2 separate regions of the Zea mays genome follow, and region 1 is linked to region 2. The links are chromatin contacts, called in public Hi-C maps. All regions are on one chromosome and are shown on one strand. The core of a region is the stretch at or near the end of the contact, and the rest is flanking DNA. Distances in the headings are between cores, read along the strand shown.

Region 1 (6,625 bases), core at 551-3,050, 220 kb after region 2:
CTGAGTATAGTTATTAAATCTAGATGTGTGTGAGGTATGCATGTGTTGGGTTCGTGTGTGTTCATAGTAGTTATATTCTGGCATTATCAGATTACTAGTCAATTTAGTGCACTAGTGTAATTTTTCAAGAGTCAGCTACTAGTAGAAACCAGCCTAGCATCAAACCACCATGTAGCCCATCTAAGCAGTGGTTAGACACCATTCAGTGTATGTCTAGCACGTATGAGAACACTAATTAAACCTACAAATTAAGGTGTCATCCCCGGTGCCACCCGCCTAGCACCAAACCACCATGTAGCCCTAAGCAGCATCAGCCGATGTATATCTAGCACTTATGAGGACACTGATTAATCCTGCAAAATCAGGTGTCATCCTCAGCGACCTTAGAGTGGATGACTCCTGTCAGACCTCATTCAAAACGTCAAGCCTGCAGTAGAGAGATCACTGAACACTGACACATAGTAACAATAGCAACCACATGCATCCAATATATAACTGAACGTAATTCAGCTCTTTTAAACACTTGACGCTAGTGGCCAAGGACATTTTTACCCAGGCGTATGGGTGGCAGTCTAGCCTTAGGATCAACTGTCATTAGTGCTTGAGGTCTACCATGTCGTTTTTTTTTCCTTTTCTTTTTAGGTTGTGTGCATCCTGATATGCAGAGCCGGAAGTGTTTTCAAGACAATCATCTCGATGTATGGACTTGAAAATTCAATAAAGCTTCCTTTATCGAAAAAAGATAGATACCATGTGATTTCCAACTAATCTAGGCCTAAGAGTACCTAACAATTGAAATGCCATTATTCACCCATCCGATTTTTTTTTCATTTACCACTGATGTATCTATCCAAAAATTTGCAAAAGGGTGTGAAAATGCAACTTCCGCGTGACCAATTAGTTGGACTACAAGGCCAGAGCTCACTACAAAGGATCGAGGGGTTGGCGACAAGGCTAAAGAGGATTTTTCTTGCTAGTGCCTAATTCATGGACAGAGGGAGATCGACATGAAGTGGATAGCTGATATGCAGCTACCGTCCTTCTGAAATCGAAGTGCGAGAAGCTACAAATGGCTTCAGCAGTGTCTTTTTCAGCATCCAGGTGTAAAAACTCTGAGGCCTTGCTTGGTACCGTTGTCCGTAAAACTGCTTAAACTTATGTGTGGGTGCCTGAAATTAAGCCTTGCCTAGTGCTAGCTGGTCTGTAAACGCTCTTTAACGCTTGGTCCTAATTCCCGAGTGCGATGCTAGAGATGCGGAACTCTAAAAAAATAGTTCGCCTACCCAAAAACCCCAGGCGCCGAGTAGCTAACAATTAGGACTATCCAATAACAAATTGACACCAGTCTAAGCATCGCCAATTTTCACAGCCTTACAGCATCAGAACGAGGAAGGGGCGGATACGACGATGCAGCAATAATTACCGACCCGGTCGCCAATGTTGCAGGAGTCAGCCTCGTCGTGTGCCATGAACTTAGAGGTGCGCTTGACATAGCGGTTGTACATCTTATAGTGGAAGAGGCGGTCCACCGCAACCACCACCGACTTCTGCATCTTGTTTGACACCACGATCCCCACGACCGGCTCCATCCCTGCTCCCTCGGCAGAAGTGACTCTCTCTCCTCGACGACGAACCGAATACCCCACGCGGCGCCCCTGCTGGAGGCGAAACTGAAGGCGGAGGCGGTGACGCACAGGTTGGACGGCGCTTGCCCGACGGCGACAGGGGCAGTGGGGCAGCCCAGGCTGTGGCCTGTGGTGCCTGGCTAGGGCGTCCGCCACTGGACCGGGGGAAAGGGAAGGGACTCAGCTCAGGAGGGCCTCTGACAATGCGCTGTATAAAATTTAGGAATTAGAATTGGATACTATTTTTATTTATTTTTAAACTAAAAATAATTTATGGTCCTAACAGATTATAAAGAAGTATTTAGATTTATCATCTCAGTAATAGGCCGTAGCGGCGGGTATGTGTTTAGGCAACAATTATTATGCAAGCAGTCCTTCTTTACAAACGTGCAAGCAAACCATCTGGTCCATTAAATTACGATTCAATTACAAATACAACCATGGTTTGTTAGAGTGTTTTTTATAAAGATTATTGAGCTGGTGGTGGAAGGGTTTAAGTGTTAAATGTGACCTACGGTTGGATCACGATCTAATGAACCAGATAATTTGCTTGCACGCTTGCAAAGAAGGCTGCTTGCATAGCAGTCGTTGCCGTGTGTTTAACAGGTCGTCTGATCTAAGGCTGAAAACGATAGCAAACGATCGGAAAAAGGCTCCACCACTTTCACTTTCAAATTATTTTGACGGTATAAAAAACGATACGATATTATCGAAAACGAAAACGACATCGATATTTTGATAATGTCGATAACAAAAGTATATGATCGAAATTGCATCGATAACGATCGAAAATTACCAAAACGATTATTTTTGAAATGATAATGATTAACATATCAAACAATAGAACATGACAGTAACCATGTAAGTATATGAATCGATAACATGTAAGTATATGAATCGATAACGATCGAAAATTACCAAAACTATTATTTTAAAATGATAATGATAAACATATCAAACAATAGAACATGACAGTAGCCATGTAAGTATACGACTTGATCGATCCCATACAACAATATGTGCGAACCAATTAGAAAATAGATTTTAGTTTGAATAGTCACACCACCTTAATAGATTTTGGGAGATGTACTAATTTTGACCATCTCCGTAAATCCAGTTTGAGAGATGGATATTTTGTAACCAACTCCGTAAATAAAATAATCGTCTTTGAAATCCTCTAGAAGACAAAACGATCAAGAATATCCCAATCTGATAAATCAGTCCAAACGGGTTTACTAATAGGATGCCCCAATCCAGTACAAAATGGAGCTTTTAATAAGGATCCGACAAGGGGAGTTGCAAGGACTGTGGTATCAAATTTTTCATTCGAGTATCTATTAGAAAAGAATTCTCCAACATTTGATTCCTTACTAACAAAGTATTTATTGGTACACTTGAAAGGTACCCCAGAAAATCGAAGCAAGAGTTTGTTAATTGGTTTAAACGAATCCTTTGTGGTTGAGTCCAAAAGGAGAAAAAAAATATTGCGAGAATAGATCTCACAAAAATATTAAAACAATACTTCACAATACAAGTGGCAAGCATTGTCCACACATACATATAGTTAGAAAGTCAACATAATTGGTATCGTCCTAGTCCTTCTGAGGTCATCGTGCAAATCATGAATATATGTATCAAGAGTAGTAATTGAAAAGAAACTATAAATAAGATCCATAAAAGATTCGAACAAATCTAAACTACATAACATTAGATAGACCTTGATTTTAGACAAAATAATAAAATTTGTTTCATATTTTTCAAAGCACGGATGAATCTTTTATGAATTTATAAAGATCAGTTCAAATTTAATGTTTTTCTATAAAAAAATATTGAATTCATTACAAACGATAAAATATCGAATAAATACAGTAATTTTCGAAAACGGGCGGAAGAGACTCAAATCGCTTTCGTTTCCGTTTTCGAGTTTTTTGTACCGATTTCGTTTCCGTATTTTCGGTAACTGTTTCCATTTCCGTTTAGTCCTAAATTTAGGTAAAATTTCAAACGATTTCCGGTAATCAAAAATTATTGTTACCATTTTCACTCATAGTCCGAATAAACCATTTTTTAAATAACTCAAGTGGAACAAGCCACTTCAAGATCAACACTAATTAATGTTTACGTGGACAGGCATATGTTTTTTTTGTAAACTACATTATTCATAAATCAATATATTAGATTTTATTTATAAGACTAAATTAAAACTAGATGCCTATTTAGGGGGTGTTTGATTACTTTAGTCACCCTTCTAAACTTTAGGGACTAAACTTTAGTCCCTAAAAATTCTATTTGAAAGACATATTTTAGTCATCCCATTGATATTTTAGTGATTAAAAGTGACTCACTAAAGTTAAGGAGATTGGAACTGAAAGTCGCCTAGAGGGGGTGAATAGGCGTAATCTGAAATTTACAACTTAAAACACAAGCTACAGACCGGGGTTAGCGTTAGAACTTAAATCGAGTCCGAGAGAGAGGGTGGAAACAAATCAACCAAGAAATATAGCGGATGAACACGGTGATTTGTTTTTACCGAGGTTCGGTTCTAAAGAACCTAGTACCCGTTGAGGTGGTCACAAAGACCGGGTCTCTTTCAACCCTTTCCCTCTCTCAAACGGTCACTTAGACTGAGTGAGCTTTCTCCTTAATCAAACGGGTCACTTAAACCCCGCAAGGACCACCACACACTTAGGTGTCTCTTGCTTTGATTACAATTCACTTGGGAACAAGAATGAGGAAGGAAGGAAGCGATTGAAGCACAAGAGCGCAAAAGAACACGAACAAACACTCTCTCAAGTCACTAGGTGGTTGGAGTGAATTTAGGACTTAGAGAGGCTTTGATCTTTTGATTTGTGTCTAGGAGTGAATGCACTAGCTCTTGTATTGAATGAAAACTTCAGAAGACTTGGATGCCTTGAGTTGTGGTGGTTGGGGGTATTTATAGCCCTCAACCACCAAGTGGCCGTTGGGGAAGGCTGCGGACGATGGGCGCACCGAACAGTCCGGTGCGCCACCGGACAGGGCCTATTCACTGTCCGGTGCGCCGCCACGTCACCCAACTGTTAGGGTTCGGGAGCAGTCGACCGTTGGCGTCGTTGTCTTCTAGTGGCACCGTACAGTCCGGTGCCACACCGGACACTATCCGGTGCGCCTCTGACTCTGTCGGTGCACTGTTCATGCGTCAGGTACTTTTGCAGTCGACCGTTGCGCGCAGATAGCCGTTGCCCGCTGTCTCACCGGACAGTCTGGTGAATTATAGTGGAGCGCGCCTGTGGAAACCCGAGAGTGGTTGGTTGGACTCAGTACGATCCTGGTGCACTGGACATTGTCCGGTGGCACACCGGACAGTCCGGTGCGCTAGACCACAGCACACTTGGTTTCATTTGCTCCTTTGAATTTGATCCCTAACTTGAATATTTATTGGTTTGAGTTGAACCTTTATGCACCTGTAGAACATGTATTATAGAGCAAACTAGTTAGTCCATAGATTTGTGTTGGGCATTCAACCACCAAAATTAATTGTGGGAAAAGGTTAACCCTATTTCCCTTTCAATCTCCCCTTTTTTGGTGATTGATGCCAACACAAATCAAAGCAAATATATAAAGTGCAGAGATGAACTAGTTTGCATAAGGTAAGTGCATATGTTGCTTGGAGTTAAACCAATTGATAATCTTACTAGATATGAGTGGATTGCTTTCGTTTATTTAATATTTGGACTACTTTTGCACCACATGTTTTGTTTTTGCAAGTCTTTTCAAAATTCTTTTGCAAATAGTCAAAGGCATATAAATAAGATTGCAAGAAGCATTTTCAAGATTTGAAATTTGTCCCCCTATTTCAAATGTTTTTCCTTTGTCTAAGCAAAACTCCCCCTGAATGAAATTCTCCTCTTCGTTTTCAAGAGAGTTTTAATAGATGCTAATTTTAAAAATCTTCCTTTAAATATATCAATTAGATACCAATTTGAAATATACCAAATTAATTAAAAATTTTGAAACACAGTTAAAAATAGGTGGTGGTGCGGTCCTTTTGTTTTGGGCTTAATACTCTCTCCCCCTTTGGCATTAATCGCCAAAAACGGAGACTTTGAGAGCCCTTTTATTTTCTCCCCCATTGGTTCAAGTAAATATGAGTGAAAGATTATATCAATTGAGAGTGTGCGAAGTAGCGACGAAGGATAAATGATACCGTTAGAGTGGAGTGGAAGCCTTGTCTTCGTCACATACTTCATTTCCCTTTCAATCTACGACTTAGTATAGAAATACACTTGAAAACACATTAGTCGTAGCCTTGATACATAAATAATAAGAAATATGCATTTGTACCAAATGAAAGAGATATGATCAAAGGTATATATAATATAGCTATGTGTGCAATGTTTCAATCAAAATTCCGAGAATCAAGAATATTTAGTTCATTCCTAAGTTTGCTAAAGGTTTTCTCATCTAATGGCTTGGTAAAGATATCGGCTAATTGTTCTTTGGTGTTTACATAAGCAATTTGGATATCCCCCTTTGTTGGTGATCTCTCAAAAAGTGATACCGAATGTCTATGAGCTTAGTGCAGCTGTGTTCAACGGGATTATCCGCCATGCGGATTGCACTCTCATTGTCACATAGGAGAGGGACTTTGCTTAACTTGTAGCCATAGTCCCTGAGAGTTTGCCTCATCCAAAGAAATTGCACACAACAATGGCCTGCGACAATGTACTCAGCTTCGGCGGTGGAAAGAGCTACTGAGTTTTGTTTCTTAGAAGCCCAAGACACCAGGGATCTCCCTAGAAACTGACAAGTCCCTGATGTGCTCTTCATATCAATTTTACATCCTGCCCAATCGACATCGGAATATCCTATTAAATCAAAAGTGGATCCCTTGGGGTACTAAAGCCCAAACTTAGGAGTGTAAACTAAATACCTCATGATTCTCTTCACGGCCCTAAGATGAACTTCCTTAGGGTCGGCCTAAAAAGTTGCACACATGCATACGAAAAGCATAATATCCG
Region 2 (7,078 bases), core at 87-2,586:
CATCCTACTACTTCCATCCTGAGCGGAGGATTATTGTCCGTCGAATATTTTTTTGCCATTGTCTTTATTATTGTTTTTTTATGGAGTGTCTGATTGGTAGGTAGCTAGGTACACACGAGTCCACGTCGTTCTAATGAGTAGAGAGTTCAATCAGTGTTCAGCACTCAGCAGTGACCATTATCATAATAATACGACAGATGTCCCCCATACACGTACGTCCAAATGACCCTGTATGATCATTATCACACGACGATGTGTTTTAATTAGTACTTTGTTTGCTCTAGCTAGATGAATGTGTGTGGTTTACTTCATGTGTCTGTAGTGCATATAGTCTTATAGGCGATCGATGATAAGCAATAATAACAACAAGGAGCTGAAGAGCTAGGCAAAAAACAAAAACAAAAATCCATACCACACACTCCGATCCGACACATGCATAGAAAACAAATGAAATGCGTTCTTACTTCCAGTTCCAGCCTATTGACACAGCCACCAGCAGCGAAAGCATCTCTCTCTCTCTCTCTTGCACTCAGAGCTGGAGCAACGGGCCGGGGGCTGGCTTTCTTCCCAGCCAGATCTTAACTACTAGCTAGACACACACACACACGCACGTCCATATGACCATATGTGACCAATAACCAATCGCATATATAGGGGCTACTACTTTGGTGGGGTGGTGGCAGGCAATGGCGTGGGTGACCGGCGGCACAGGCTACACACCGTACATGTGAGAGAGCCTCCGGAGGAGTGCCACCTTCAGCTCCAGCGCGCAGATGTACTCGGCGGTCCGCCGGAGCACCACGTCGACGTCTGCCTTCCGGCGGCGAGCGCCCGCTGGCACGATCTTCTTCAGCTCCCGCAGCCGCCTCAGCACCATGAGCTGGAACGGCCGCCTTCTCCTCAGTGACACCATCCCTCTGCTGGTTCTCCCTCCTTTTCCTGCTAGTGTCACCATGGACTCTATCTCTCTGTGTCTGTCTGTCTGTCTGGCTCTCTCTCTCTCTAGTTTTAGCAAGTGTTGAGCTGTATTAGGCTTGTGGTGGTGTGTGTGGTGCGCAGGGGGAGTGCATATTTATAGTGTGAGAACCTGAGCTGAGAGGAGGAGGGGCGCGTGCGATTTCACTTGGCCATGTGGGAGAGGAGGAACTAGGTTCTAAGCTGTATGTAGACTGAGCTGTAAGGAGGTATGCTTGGAGGAGCTACTATCACTGACCATCAGTTTTTGTTTTGTTTTGTGTGTTTTTTTTCCTTCCTTCTGAACTTGCCCATATCTTATGACTGTGCGCAGCTATTATTGGCTAGTAGTAGTAGCTAGGGTGGCCGCTCCCCTGTTTAGTAGTAGTATACTTTAATCCAAAGAGGAAAACCTATAAGAACCTCCACGCGGCCCCCCACCCAATGCTAGTCAAATATAGCATGGGCTGCCTGATCTCTTGACGCAGCTAATTACTCTTGTTCTCCGTATCATCATCATCAACGTACCAATCGTTTCAGCATGCAGGTTGGCTCTGGCTGTTGAGGCTAGAGGACAGACAGGTCGAGGAACTGGGCCATAATTGCTTGACGTCTCCACGTCTCGTGCACTTGTTTTCTTCCATGCCATGGCTCGATATCTGTCCTCGCGTGTGTGCTGTGTGGTCTGTCTATCTCAATCCAACCTGATGCCGAAATGGCCACTGCAACGAATGAATAGCCGCACGTCGTCCCGAGAGCTGAACCACTTGGCATGGCATATATGATTGCTGGTCGTCGTCTCAACAACCACATATAAAAAAAAGGGGGTCAGCTCAGCTGTATGTATGTAAATTTCTAGCTAGCTGGTTTTATCAGCAACAAGTGGGCCAAACTAAGTAACAGAACTCTGCAGCCAAACGTTAGCAGAGCCCATTCCTTAATGTAATCTCCAGTATAGAAAGACTGGAGAGAAGAACTGTCCAGTGCCCGATCTGATTCGATCGGTTTATTATTATTGATCGGTTAATGAAGCCACGGTGGCATGCGGATGCGGCCCAGTGCCAGTGCCAGTGGAGTGGATCCTTGTTGCACGTGCTGCTGCTGCCTGTCGGTATTGGGTGTTCGGGAACGACGGCGAGACATTTGTGGATATGTCTACGCACCTCGGTCTCGGTCTCTCTTGCGCCTTCATCTGCATCTCATCATCAGGTCGCCGCTCCCCCTTTGCAGAAACAGGGGATCGAGAGGGCCGACACCGATCTCAACTCTTCTCCTCCGATGAATTCGAAACAGGAGAGGGGGCATAAATGGGGAGGGAGAGATCGCATTCATCACCGCCAGCTCTCAGATGCATCTTCTGCGAGATCTGTCGCGTGTGCCCATGGTATGCGTGTTTCTGCGGCCTGTCTGACGGACGCGTTCTCCGGCTGTCTTTTACCAGCCGTGTCCGTGTGGCATTCTTCTCTCTCTCTTCTGGAGTTCTCGGCGTGAGCGTGACAGTGCACGACGTGGAGCTTGACAAGTCAGAGCGCTGAATGCTGATGATGATGACCGATTAAACGTCGCCGCTTTATTAGGAGACGGCGACGCTTCTGCACTGTAATCATACTCTTCTTCTGTCCTGGAACTCGCATGTCGGCACCCTGGCTGGCATCTGGCGTAGTAGTAGAGAGAGAGAGAGGTAGCAGGGATCTGAGTTCTCGATCGATATGGCATGCCGGGGTCACTGTGGTGCCGTCACTCCAGCCGTCCACTCGCAATTTGGACAGACAGTGCCACGATGCTCTTGACAGGCAGTGCCCAGGCCCGAATCTTTTCAAATTCTGTGGATCGCGCTAGCTGGCTGGCTGCCCGCCGTGTATAGCCTGTAACCCGCCCGAAACGATTCTCAAACGATAGCTAGAACCGTTACCCACAGCCCACACAGGCCACCACAGGACACAGGAGATCAGGAACGAGCGTAGCACATATCTTAGACTATCAGATTTCATATCACACTCTTTATTTCAAACTACACTCTATAAACAAACAGTATAAATCTACAGTAGAAAACATGACCATTTACACGACCTACCGAAGATAGTACGATCTCCAGCAGGCTGTGTAAATAGCCGTACAAAGTACTGTTTTGCACTGTTTTTAAAGTAGAGTTTAAAATATTGAGTAAGATAGAGAGTCGGATAGGAATTGTGTTGGAGATAGTCTTAACTATCCTAGAATGCATGAGAGTTGTACCAACTTGAGGCAGTCTTCATTTGCGCGTGACAATTGAGAATGGTTTCGGGGGCATTGAAGAGCTACTTTTTGTCGTTTAGACAACAAACCCTTCCATCCGTATAACATCCAAGTGAAGCTTGCCCTTGCATATTATTGAAAGAAACAAAATGCCAAGTGGAAGGGCGAATAGGAATAACATGAAATTCACAAAAAAAAATATTTGTAGTCGATAAATTTACTAGTATCAAAATTTGTGGTCCTAAGCAGAACTTATGGACTTATCCAAAAACTCCAATCTTCGAATCACGGAAAGTATTGAACTAACTAAGGCCTGTTTGCCAACATTGTTTAGATACAACCGCTAGGACAAAAGAGCTCAAAGCATGTGGTAGGATTTAATTCAGAGATGATATGACAATGCAAATGGTACATCCTCAACAGCCGAGAGGTATTTTATTTAGAGTGTAAGCAGGAGCAATAGAAATGGTACATCTGCAAATCCGAGTCAAGATGATGTGGTTATTGTTGATGGACCCGAACCACAACCACAACCCGAACAAGAACCACCACAAAAGAGGGGGGGGGGGGGGGGGAGAACAAGTGCATATCCGATCCGTGTCATTATATAACTTTGTAAAAAAGCCGTTTGCTCTAAGATATAATAATTCCACTTGAAAAAAATAGAGAAAGTAGAAAAAAATGAAGGGAAAAAACAATAACTAGAATTAGATCGTACTATGGATTAAAAATATAAGTATCTATAAATACATTGGAGATTCAAAAAATACACTCTAGCATATTTTAGAACGAAATCTAAAATTCTACGAACGCATCATTTTTGAAGTGGAGGGAGCTAGTACCTACGTACGTACGTACGTCGCCCTGTCTAAATAATAGCTCCTCAAATAAGCATTTACCAAGCTGCTAAATTTGCTTTAAGAGTAAAAAAGATCAATCTCCAACAGTTCCTGATATATAGGAAGCTAAAACTGTTTTGAATCTTGGATGTGCCTATTTGTTTCTGCGCCGCCAGCAAGTTCATGCCAAAGTTGAGCACCAGTCGCGCTGGCGAACGAAGCCTGCACATGCCTTCGATTGAATCACGCCGTCCGTGTGTATATATATAGCCATTGATCATTTGTTTTTGTTCATACGTACAGAGGATTAGAAGTGTAGAGGTACAAGTGCTACTTTCACTAGACACATCTAAACATAAAATAATTCAAAACACACGGAATAGACAATGAGTTAAACCACCATTTGAATTAAAGCATCTTTGTTTAAAATACACAATGCAGATGCATTTAACGTTCAATTGGAAGACCCTTGGTCTTTATCAAACTATACAGCGTGTTCAGCCTCACTATAAATATGGTACAAATCCTTGCCGACGAGAGCCAGGACGGTGTCGAGGAGGTGGAGCCTCACTATAAATATGGTACAAATCCTTGCCGACGAGAGCCAGGACGGTGTCGAGGAGGTGGCCAGGCAGATGAGTTGGGGAAGGGAAGCCCAGGCCCCGCTGGCGGGGATGGAGGTCAGGCGACAGGGACGAGATCTCCTGAGGTGGAAGAGAAAAAATGGCGCGAGTGGGTTCTGGCGGCGAGGCCAACGCGCCAGAACAAGACGCGAAAGTAAAAAATGGCATGATTGGATTTTTCGGGAGTAGAAAACTAGTTGCTACATGTAGAGACCAAATTAGCTAGAATAGCAACTTAGCAAATTTACCAAGTTGATTTCAGGAGTTGTTGGAGAGGAGATTTTATAAAAACTCTCTAAATTTCTTGTTTAGAGAATTCTTTAGACAACTATTGAAGTTGCTCTTAGTCCTGTGTACCGGTCGCCCGCACGCACGCACAAGGCGCCATACGCGTGCCGACGTGGTTTTCGGCCTTGCGGGATGCTAATGCGACGACGGCAGCAGGCCGAATTTTTTGTTTTTGAGTCCTTTTTGTGTCAAAAATTTCCAATTAGACCTCCAGAAAACTTAAATGCAATTTTGGACCCATTTCTCGGCGCCATAAGCTATGGCGCCGAGTTTACACATCTCGGCGCCATAGATCTTGGCGCCGAGCTACCTGTCGCGCTGTCGTCCACGAGCTGACGCGGCGTCGACGTGGCACCGAGCTCGGCGCCAAGATCTATGGCGCCGAGCTCGAATATACAACTACAAAGCTTGTCTAGCTCAGTTGGCAGAGCGCAAGGCTCTTAACCTTAAGGTCGTGGGTTTGAGCCCCACCGTGAACATATTTTTTGTCTTTGTCACTGATTTGTTTTTTTATTGTCCAGATTTTTTCGTTTATGCCGCTGATTTGTCCGTGCGTTCAATATTTTTTTGTCTTTGTCACATTTTTTTTCTGCAGTTCCTAGATTATGTGTTGTGTCTCTGTCGTCATGCATGCTTACTCATCTGCACTGGCTGGCTGTAGAAACCTTAATTATTAGCTTTTTTTCTCTGGATGCATGGATCGACGACACTGCAGGGCTAACACACAAATCATGCATGTGCACAGTACACTGATGGATATGCATGGATCGGATGGAGAGTGATGCTACTAACTAGTTGATGGAATGGAAGAGCTATCAACCGATCAGTGATGGTCTAGTTTTGCAGCAGTAGTTCATCAGAATTCATTCAATTCAAAAGGGAGGGAAAAGGATGAACATCTAGCTTACAAATAATACACTAGTACGTAGCTAGCTAGTGCACCAATTAGTGGAGTCTGAGGCAGGAAGCATCGAATTAAAAAGCACAGACAAATCAGCGGCATAAATAAAAAAAATCTGGACAATAAAAAATAAATCAGTGACAAAGACAAAAAAATATTGAACGCACGGACAAATCAGCGGCATAAACGAAAAAATTTGGACAATAAAAAAACAAATCAGTGACAAAGACAAAAAAATATGTTCACGGTGGAGCTCGAACCCACGACCTTAAGGTTAAGAGCCTTGCGCTCTGCCAACTGAGCTAGACAAGCTTTGTGGTTGTATATTCGAGCTCGGCGCCATAGATCTTGGCGCCGAGCTCGGTGCCACGTCGACGCCGCGTCAGCTCGTGGACGACAGCACGGCAGATAGCTCGGCGCCAAGATCTATGGCGCCGAGATGTGTAAACTCGGCGCCATAGCTCATGGCGCCGAGAAATGGGTCCAAAATTGCATTTAAGTTTTCTGGGGGTCTAATTAGAAATTTTTGACACAAAAAGGACTCAAAAACAAAAAATTCGGGGCAGCAGGCCGGGACCGGGAAGCACGTCAACGGACCAATCGCGGTCGGGCCGAGGCCCCAGCGAGGCGGCAGGGCCTGCTGCCCGCGCACAGAGCGGCCGCTGAGAACGGCCAGCTGGGAAGCAGCAGCACATACGTGGTGGAATCGGGAGGGATCCGGACGTCCGCGGACTACCCTGCCCGATCGGACGGTTGTCTGCTTGCTTGCGTTCTGAATGATCTAGGCCGGCCCTTGCCTTCCATCGCCGATTTTTTGTATTTTAGCCCTTAAACAGAAGTAAATTTACGTTTACACCTAAAAAAAATTTAAATGCAGTTTTGGACCCAGGCTGTGGCGCCGAGCTAACACAACTCGGCGCCACAACCTATGGCGCCGAGCTGTGACGTGGCCGCAACGGCTAGTTACGGTCAGGGCTGACCTGGCGCTGACGTGGCGGCGTCGCGGCCTCGTAGCTCGGCGCCACAGATCTTGGCGCCGAGCTACGAATTCCTATAAAAACGCCCGCGCGGCTGGCCGAGAGCAGCTCATTTCATCACATTTCCAAACTTCGTCAAAATTTCCTGGATTCAAAGATTTGAGTTGGTTCACTTCGTAGACCAAGGTATGATTTCGAACTGATTCGTTTTGTATATTAGGTTTTTAGTTTAATAATTTGTATACACCTATTATATTATCA

Evidence for each region. A called contact is a pair of places that touch in the nucleus more often than the background predicts.
Region 1: a contact with region 2 is called in a Hi-C map of leaf, with 5 times the contacts expected there. The contact joins the promoter of LOC100194399 here to the promoter of LOC100277208 in region 2. A contact is called at or near these places in 5 of 25 Hi-C or Micro-C datasets (bundle sheath, ear, endosperm and 2 more).

The regions. Positions count from the first base shown.
Region 1 is chr1:216,027,099-216,033,723 of Zm-B73-REFERENCE-NAM-5.0, forward strand. LOC100194399 (30S ribosomal protein S17, chloroplastic) reads right to left here and starts at 1,801. Exons shown (of 2, transcript NM_001309900.1): 1 at 1,428-1,801. The coding sequence starts at 1,589.
Region 2 is chr1:215,810,415-215,817,492 of Zm-B73-REFERENCE-NAM-5.0, forward strand. LOC100277208 reads right to left here and starts at 1,337. Exons shown (of 1, transcript XM_008666409.4): 1 at 388-1,337. The coding sequence starts at 955. The coding sequence ends at 713.